Regions from separate parts of the Gossypium hirsutum genome. Here region 2 is linked to region 1. The links are chromatin contacts, called in public Hi-C maps. All regions are on one chromosome and are shown on one strand. Each heading gives the region's core, a stretch centred on a gene start, on an enhancer-like site or on the middle of the called end of the contact. The rest is flanking DNA. Distances are from core to core; before and after follow the strand shown.

What was found. Hi-C and Micro-C count contacts between places; a contact is called where the count stands out from the background.
Region 2: a contact with region 1 is called in a Hi-C map of leaf, with 1.8 times the contacts expected there. The contact joins the promoter of LOC107927012 here to the enhancer-like site in region 1. A contact is called at or near these places in 6 of 34 Hi-C or Micro-C datasets (hypocotyl and leaf).

The regions. Positions count from the first base shown.
Region 1 is chrA08:116,638,272-116,643,404 of Gossypium_hirsutum_v2.1, forward strand. No RefSeq gene overlaps it. Among protein-coding and RNA genes, the nearest start is that of LOC107926981, 20 kb to the left of the region's middle. Within about 2 kb of position 1,915, at least 9 of the 9 cell types and tissues checked have an H3K27ac peak or open chromatin away from gene starts, as enhancers often do. A contact at or near this core is called in hypocotyl and leaf, where this site is marked.
Region 2 is chrA08:116,680,242-116,685,374 of Gossypium_hirsutum_v2.1, forward strand. It overlaps LOC107927012 (ACT domain-containing protein ACR8), which reads right to left and starts at 2,854. Exons shown (of 7, transcript XM_041074875.1): 1 at 2,554-2,854; 2 at 2,162-2,207; 3 at 1,909-2,023; 4 at 1,728-1,795; 5 at 1,220-1,640; 6 at 970-1,217; 7 at 75-876. The coding sequence starts at 2,615. The coding sequence ends at 514.

The sequences.
Region 1 (5,133 bases), core at 665-3,164:
TGTTTTCAATTTTTTTATATTATATATATTTAAATGTTATGCAGTTTATAAAAGTTGAGAATTTTGATTGAAAATAGTTTAAATAAATTTTTTTATTTTTCTAAATTAGGATTAAATTGATGGAATATACAAACATTTGAGGTTCAAAATTTATTACTTTTTTTTAGAATTAAAACACAATTAAAATAATATATAAATATGGGAAGGTTAAAATTATTATTATACCTATAAAAGATCACTTCATGTTTCCAAGTTAATGATCATATTTAAAATTATTAGTGCTTAAATAAAAAAATATATAGTTGAGTGACTAAAATAAAAAACACTTTCATAATTGAGTTATTATGAATTTATTTAATATAAATTAAAAATAAAATTTTCTTTTTATTTGGAGATGATGAAAGTTAAACTTATATATATATATATTAAACAATTTCATTATAGGTTCTGATAATATCTGCTCTTTTTGACATAATGTCTAGAACTATCCATAACCCCTTTTTAACCCATAAATAAAAAGGATAATGCGTTTTAAACCTACATCCTCCTACATTATTAACAATATTGATACCTATTGAATTAAGAAAAAGTAATAACAACCTTGGTGTTTATCCCAAAATCTATATAGCAGATTTAAATTGTAGCGTGTGAAATAATAATTTACTTTTTGTCAAGGATGTGTAAATTGTGAAAAATAAAAATAAAAAAATTGGGAAAATTTATTATAGTGAATATATAATTTTATTTATTTTGGTGGGTTAAAATGCCTAACCTTTTTCTGTTTTTAAATTCCTAATTCATTGAAGATGGGAAATGAGAATAAATAAAATAAACATTTCATTTAAAATCAAAGTGGTGATCATATTGCATGTCTATGTCAGGGAGTGGATTACTGGAGTCCAAAGAATAAATATTCATTTAAATTTCATATTATTATGTTATTTTATTAAAAATAAATAAATTGCTAGCTTTGTTTAATATTGTTTCAATAAAGAAAAGGTAAATTGGGAGCAGTTCCATAAAGTTAAGTTGAGGAGAACATGACCATTTGATTGCACAAACCTTTTTTTATTCATGGATTCAAAACCATAAGGAGAAAAATATATGAAACAATGACTACTCTTTCCAAAATCCAAACCAAATCATTCCAATATTTCCTTTGGTGATTACATCTTTTTTTCAAAAAACTCTAGTAGATTGATTGAATTTAAAAGATAAATAAAATTAGTTTTTCACAATTTAGATTTAGATTTTTTAAAATAATATAAATTGAGTAATAATTTATTTAAAAATATAATATTTATAATTATTTTTAAAATTTATGAATTTTTTAATAGTAAATTTGAAATTCTTACTATTTATATAATAATTGAATTTTTTTTTGGAGATAATAAAGGGATGAAATTCATATGTACCATTTACTTTTTCACAGCTGCAAACAAGACAGAGATGGCATAATTTTTAAAAAAACAAAAAAAAAAAACAACTGTTTTATATCTATTAGTGTTAAGTGTAGGAAGTTGGAAGGTTAACGTGATGGGGGGCATTAACAGATGGGCAATAAAAAATAAAATAAAGAGCCAATAAATCCATTAAGACGAATAGGCCCTCACTAAATCTAACATCTCAATTCCATTCATGTTTTTCATTTTAATCCATCATAACCTCTTTTTTCCATTTTTTTTTTTTACAATCAAAGCTTAAAATTTTATTTTGAAAGGGGAAGGTTGTACCAATTGCTTTTACTTGATTGAAATTTGCTTCTTTTTTATTTTTATTGAGCTGGGTTAATTAAATTAAGTTGGTTGGTTTTGGATTAAGTAAAAATTTTAAAATGTTGGGCTGGTATTAATGGGTTGTTGGCTAGGTTGGGTCATTGGGCTTTGGGTTTGAGTAGTTTGAATAATATCTATATATTAATATACTTTAAATATTTTAAAAATAAATATAAGTGGATTAAATCGGTGGATCGGTTATGGATTGCATTAACCTAGTGCTAAAACTGGACTCAAAGCCAACTTAATTCAACTAATCTAAATTAACCAAAATCTATTTAAACAAATTGTCAATTAAGTAAATTAAAACGGGGTTTGTCGATACAAATCTCAAAAAGGACATAGCTAGAGAGAAGAAGGCGATGAAGCAAAGGTGGTCGATTCACCTCAACTAGCAGAGAACCAGAAGAGTACATAAATGAGGGCGTTGCTGCAGAGGCAGAAGAGGCAGAATGCTAAATAGGTTCGCTTAGGTCCCTCCCTCTTAGGTTTGGAGGGTATTTATATGAATTTCCTCCTGTTTTGTCGTCATGGAGAACTTAAAAGGATAAGCATAGTGGGGCATGTTCGGTCTTTCTTGTTGAAGTATAAGGTTATCATGCTTAGGTGGCCCCAAAGGTTTTTTAAGGGAATGTTCACATGTATAGACACAAATGCCTTGAGAAGCGGGTAGTTTGTTCACAAAGGTGGATGGACAAGATCTTTTCAAAGGAGGCAAGTAATCTGTTTGCAGAGATGACTAACTTGACCTTAAAGACAGGTGATTAGAACCCTTCCACAAATATCGAAAGGTTGAATGGAGACAAACTATTTAGTAAGTAGGCCATCCGATGAGCACCTGGGGAATAGACAATGGAGAGGTGCTTATAGGCATTTTTTAGGTGGCTTGTTTTGTTGACAACATGATTATAACCGAATAATGGTCTTCCTATAAATTTGCTTGCTCCTAATTGAATTTCATGCCCATTTCAATCCAACTGACGAACCCAAACTCCCAATGGGCTGGCTCGTTAACTGTTACACCACAATTTCTCCCCCAAGTAATCTAACTAAGAACCCCATATGTCCATAACATAGTTTGCATATATGATATATAATTCAACACATTAAACATTTCATATAATGATAGTGCACCATTAATAATAATTTTTTGTTAAAATTTTTAAAATCATGTATAATATAATCATTAGATTCATTTAACAAATTAAAATAATTAATGCATTAAATATAAATCGTTATTTCAGTAATAAAAATAAATCGCATCAGTTTTAAGGTTGGAATTCTTACTAACTACAATATGATAATGTCGGGGAATGAACTTATCAAAACAAACATTTGACTTAAGAAAAAAAATCAATCATAGGATTGGTCCTTAACCTCAAACACGACATGTTTATTTTGAATGACAAATCAATTTCTAAATGTTGATTATAGTATTAAACATGAAGAATCTTGACATGACATATGAATTATGGGCAAGAATTCGATTACTCAATTGTAGCCAAATGTAATAAGCACAAATGCATAAATCCAGAAGCTTTGGTCCAAATCAGTTTTGTTATCCAAAGTCTACATGCCTAACTAAAGCATCTTTTAGGAGAAATATTCCATTAGTTGAATCCTGTTGTTTATTGAAGCTTGCATCAGCTGGAAAAAAATATTCAACTATGCTTGAAATGTCATAATTACTCATTCAACTAGAAAACGCCAAAACCAAGCATCCTACATATATTCTTCTTACAAATACAAAAACAACTAACATGTTTTGTTTGTTAACACCCAAGATTCCTTTAACAACAACGCTCCTCAAGTCTCTTGTTCCATTCTTTGGTCAAAATCAGGCAATTAAATGTCATTAACAAAGAGTTAAAGAGTAGTTATCTATGTAGTTTAATATTGAGACATCCGATAAATTTGGATGCAAGTGGTAATGGTAGCCGAATGGTAGTTGACCCACATTTCTTACATCATATTCTAAGAACTGGTTTCTGCTCCATGTGTGTATTTAAGAAATAACTACGCTACCTATTCAATTGTATAGTATTATCCAATGGTATCTTCAGAAGAGCTGGCTGCTAGATAGTTGTCTGTCATTGAAGTAGTTAAATTTGTAGGCTGTAACTGTAATGTGTTGCATTAAATATAATTTCTGAAATGGTATGGAACTGTCCCTATACTGGTCCCATCTATAAAATTCTGATATACAAAGTTATAAGAATATGATCATATATGAAGTTAAAATTACCTTTAAGGGTTTTAGTATTAAGAGTCGGGTTGTATGTTGCCTCTTTTACAAAAAAAAATAAAAAAAGAGGGATAAATTAATCTTTATATGTTAGATCAAAGAACAAATTAATTATTTTGTTAAAAATTTTATCTATTTATATTATTAAAAACTTATTCTTATACAATAGAATGAATAGCTTGTAACACGCCGTATATAACCATTTAATTATCCTATCAGTCACCTTATCACTATAAATCACAGTGAACGGATTCCTAGACTTAGCTACCTTCATTGCAATAAATCACAGGGAGGCATAAAAGCATGAATGCATTTATGAGAAGTTGGCAAGGGAACCAAATGCCACCTTGCCACTATAAGTGTGATATTAACAAAACAAACTATATATATATATTCAAGCACATACAATATCTTTAAGGAATCATACTTAAATTTCATGAGGAAATAAATGTTGGCTCATTAATAATGTAAGGAGGGTATCAATTAATTCCTTGTATTTAGACTATATCAATATTTATTACGTCGAGAGAAAAACTCGATATTTATAAAGTAAGATCTCATATTTGAATCTTATAAAAAAATAATATTGAGAGAATTTATCTTGTTTAAAGTCTAATTTAATTTAATTATAATTTTTTCATTAAAAAGAGTTAAATCCATATATATCTTCAAGTTTTTAATTGTTGTATGAGATGTGTGGCATTTAGATTATAACATGAAGAGTTAGTTAACAAGGTGAGGCCAAGAATCTACTTTATAGGAGATGCTTTTCTTACATGGAATAATGTGGGATATAAACAAAGAAGTTGAAAGCAAAGCTACATGAACACGATCTAATCGAAAGGGAAGGAAAAAAAGGCATGATCGATAAATTAAAGCATAAAATAATAGAGAATCTTATTACAAAAGGAAAAGGGATAATCATATTCAAACAAGACTATCTATAAAAGCAACTGATTAGTTGGATACTTCAAATCGAAGTGAAGCATGATAGAAGATGATCAGAAAATATAAAACAGTCATTGATTGCATTAAAAAAAAAAAGTAGGTTTGATTGTGGTATATATGGTTATTAGAGTGTAGTGTTTTTGGATTTCAGTGTATGAGAGATGG
Region 2 (5,133 bases), core at 1,604-4,103, 43 kb after region 1:
AAAATTCCCAAGATCACAAGAATCTTCCTTCAAACAAATGGAACCAAGGAAGAAATATTAGACAAAATAACATATTAAAAAAATAATCAAGTCAACCATTTTAATTAATTAATACCTAATAGTAGATATATGTACAAATGTTTTTTGTATAATAAACCATATATATATTTCTTGTTCTACCTAATATTCATCTTTTTCTCTCTGCCAGCAATAAATTCACAAACCCCCCCCCCCAATCTTTTTCAACTTTTCTCATGTTTTTCTTTTTTTCTTTTCATTCACTTTCCATTCAAATTCTTCCCTCCCAAACAAAGCATTGCCTGCCTCTCAATCTTCCACAATGTGCTCATGTCTATTCAACCCCCCCCCCCAACTATAACAACAACAACAACTATCACCAAATTCCACCCTTTTTCTTTTTCATATGTACACAAAGGCCAAATCAAAACCTGAAAGCAAAGAATAATTCCAATTTGCCAACCCAATATACCTTTGAATCTCTCAAAATACCATTCAAGAGTAAGATTTAATCAACCCCAAATTGTAGAGATTCCTTCTCACTATGCTCCCAAGTGATAACAACACTGTCCCACCAACTCCTACTGCTTGCTCTTCCCTTTCTGCCTTTTCTTGATATACCAATGGCAATTCCTTTACCTTTAACTTTCCCAAACCTATCTTTTGTCTTACGGCTTCAATGGTTTTTGGATCAGCTAGGTTCCCGATTGCATCGGTTACGTAGAAAACGTTTAGAGCCACGTCCCTCGTGGTTGATATTTCGGCTCTTGTTACGTTAAGACCGTTCTCTCTAAACGTTCGGGTCACATCTGCTAATAGAGCCTGCCTATCTACTGTGCATAACTCCAGCCTTACACCCTGAAATCACAAGAAAGAAGTGGATAAGTTGTTTTGAATATTAGATAAAGACTCAACTGTAAATAGAGAAATGACTTGGAAATAGGAATTTACCTCATATGCTCTCCTTTCAACTGCAGCTTGCAAGCATTGGATTACGCGTTGTCTTTCAGGTTCTGAGCTAATTGGGGTTCCGTCCGAGTGCCTAATATAGAATTCCTGATATGCTTTATCCCCAGTTGTGTTGATAGTTGCATGAAACACAACATATTGCATATCTGTTAATGTGCAAACAACATCAAAGAGAAGCTTGGTTCGATCCTTGCACTGAACATTCACAACTGAATAACCCTTTCGACCCAATTTTGCACGGTGACCACAGGTAAATCTACCTTATGTTGCAAAATAGGCTTTCTATCATAGTCACGATCTGCAAACATCATTTGATGTACCCTTCTTTCGGTGTGGGTTACAGCCATAGAAACCGAAGTCTTTGCGCTACGAATATCATTGTCACCTTTCAAAACATTCCTTAAACGTGCTTCGATTCTGTCAATCTGTTGCGAGTCCTCGATTGGAGACCCTGAATTGCAATCTTTCACATAAATCAAAGAAGCGATTCGACCATTGTGAGTCCATACTTTAGCATCGACCACATTGCATTGTAGATCAGCTAAAACTGCAAATACTTCCGATAAAAGACCAACTCTATCGGTTCCAGTCAATTCCAATGCTGTTAAACCATCAAACTCATGGCTTCTATCAGGATCAGTGGTCTCAAGGGACTGTAATTGAAGAAAAACCAACACAAAAATCAGTTTTATAGGAAATTAAGATAGTATAAAGGGCATTAATCAACTGCAATAAATTACCTGCTCGATGTAACTAATAACGCTTTCGTCAGTTAATTTGTTTCCGTTTAAATCAGTCACATGGAAAACTGCAAACCCAAAAAAGGGTAATGTTAGAAACAGGGTTTTCTAGCAACACCCAGAAACAGGAAAACTTTGTCTAAAAATTAAAGAAAAGGGAGGGGGGGGGAAGCGAGCTTACCATCCATGAACCATTGGCCATCAGATGAAATGTAAGCCTTCTTAATTGAAAGGTTCAGATCTGTTAAAACTTGAACAGCGTCTAGCAAAATCCCGTGTCTTCTAGCACTGTCAACCTGGAAAAATCATAGCAACAAAGAGAAGAAAGAAAGAAAGTGTCAAAGGCCTTGAAAAATCAAAAGAAAAACAAGAGACTGATAAGTAAAAAATTTGGAGCGGTGTGTTCATATTTGAGAGGTTTCGTAGAAGCTAACCTTGACAAGAGTTGCAGTGGGGCAAACGGCATTGTCAATGACCACTCTGTAAAACACAATAAAAAGGCAGGAGAAGGTCAAACACTGGGAAATACACTCTTTTTTTTTTTTGAATTTTCAAATTTGATTTGGTAATATGTAATTTATTATTGAAAAGTACACGGAAAATCGGAAGAGTTAACGGAAAACATGAAGAAAAAGAAAATCTGTACATAGGTTTTTGGTAATAATAATTTAAACTAAAATTTGTGCCTACTCGTTAGGGTTCAGAGATGATTTTGTTAACCAGTATGTTCAAATTTTAAAAAAAAAACTTAAAACCAGAAGTGAGAAAAACATAGATTTGTGACAAATTTTCTCTGATTTATACATAAGAAACGAAGATTACAAACCTGGGAGTACTCATCCTTATCACAAGCTTCTCATATTCATCAAGACAAGCATGCCACTCCATATTTTCTCTTCCTCTTCTTAATTTTCTGTCTCTTGAAGAACCCAAAAAAGATTGAAAACTTGACTAATAACTATACAAACCCTTTATATATCTTGAAAGAAGACGGCTGGTTTGAATCAAACAACAAGGACCCAAATGCCAAATACTCTGCAAAAATCTTGTTTTCCCTTGTTTTTCTTTTGTTTCTAGAATAAAAGAGATGAAGCACCACCGCCTTGGTCTTTACCTTCCCTTCTTCTAATGCTCCCTTTATATATACACGCATTAATTATGTTACCGAAAATATTACATTTATTTAAAATCTTTTATTTATTTTTGAATTTTTATAGTAATATAGAAACGACGCCACTATTTAAGTAACGCCCGCCCGATTAGTCAGCCCTTGATTCCATTTCGTTCAACACATTCCCATTTGTCAACATTTATTAATGCCACGTGTCATTTGATCCCTCGATCTGGGTAGTTCGTATGTCCAGCTCGGATTGCCACCTGTATTGAGTCTACTGTCCTTTTGCGTGTCTTCAACTCAAAAAAGAGGGTATCTGAAGACACGGTGACGGATATATCCACGTCGGCAAAAAAATTAGCTTGATTGTTAAGTCTTCTTTTTCAAAATTTGCCGACGGGAATTTAATTTATGACGTCCGCACGTGACACCACCTTGCTCGCTCGGATCGGCTTTTCTCCGTCTCATCTTATTTTTCTGGGCCGGTTTTCTTGTATTTCTCGGCGTAACGTGATGCGATCTTTTGATATATAACTAAACCCAAATTCCCGTTTTACCCTCTGATTTTTCGTTAAACTGACTTTGGGAATGGATTAGAGTAGGATTTGAGAAAAAGGGAAGGTGTGAAAGTGAAGATTAGGAGAGGAAAGGGTAGATAGAATAGTATATATCAAAGCATATTCATATCCTTGTAGGTACGGTCACGATCTGACTGAGAAGACACATCAATCCAACAAATCTGACGTGCTCGATTTTAATTGGATGGTCGGAAAGCCACAAATTTTGCGCACATGAGTTTGTACGTAGACCTGGAGGCACGCTTTTTGGATTTGTAATTTAGGGAAAATATTAATTAGTTTCTGGTGACTTTTATTTAAAGTGACATTAAAGATGTATTAATACATAATTTAATTACTACTAGAGTATTTGACAGTCCACAATATAATGGAGGGGTAAATTTTTTTTAAAGAGAAGGTTCCTTAAAAGAAGAAATGTCTTTAAAGATTAAATAAAATATTTTTTAATTCAGTTGTTGTTTGATTAATTCAGTTTTATTTATGAGTACATATAAGATTTTTTTAAAATTTTAATCTGTTAGTAATTATATAATGTATGTATGAACAAATCATGATTATGTAATATTCATTGTGCTGAAAAGAACTTGTTTATAGTATACATTAAACAGTTAATTGAATTGGTGACATTAAGATAATAAATTGTATTATTTTGAGGGTAATTTTTTTTTATTTTATATAGAAAAATATACATAAACAATAAGATTTGAACCCTTTTATTATTAATAATTGTATTTCACCATTCAATTAAAATCTAATTTATTATTTGTATTCATTTTTATAAATATATTTGTTACATGATAAAAACTTTCATTGTCAATGCTCTCTACAAAGACAAACAACTGCCTATGAAATGTGTTTTATTCTTATGAGTAAGAATCAAACCCTTAACCACATAGTAAAGGGTGAGATGAGCAACCACCGCACCTTATGGTTTACACAAAAATACCCTTTCCTTTAAGCCATTATACAATTTCACAAATTAAACTTTTCAAAAGTTCTAAGAGATTTAATTTTGTAGACTTCAAGTTCTCTATGAACTTTCAAGAATTTTTAAAAATTTTTAAAGAAATTCGCCTTTAGATTTTGTTTAATTGAAGAAATGAGGTAAGAAAAATGTTTTTGAAGAAAACCACTTTTCAATATTGTTATCTAAACTCATTTTATGAGTAAGTTAACACGACAATTAAAAGCAACTTTTATCTATTCAATATTAAGTTTAGAGTTTCGACAAACCATTGATCAAAGCTCCACCAAATAGAATAATTAAAAGAATTTTTCTTTCTATTCTAAAAATACAAAAGATTATAACATAATGTTTAGACAACTCATGAATCAAATTTTTGAATTTTCAAAGTCAATTTTTGATTCGAAACTTCTGATATATGTATATAAATATTCTCAATGTTTCCATACGATTCAAAAAGAAAACATAAAAATAGCAAAAATGTGTTTCTTTTATTGAAATACAAAACGCATTTAGTATGTGTTTCAACTAGCAAAATCAAGATTAGAAAAACACGTTTCTTTAGCGAAAAGAAGTTTTTTTCCTATTAAAATATGGTGTACTTTTCCTACATTTAAATTTAGCTCTTTTATTTTTATTTTAAAATTTCAGTCCTTTAATTTCTTTTATAGTTTAAATTTTAGATCCAATAGTTATAGTTGCTAAAAAAATTCATTAAATTTATTAATATAATTTTTTGAAATTAAAAAA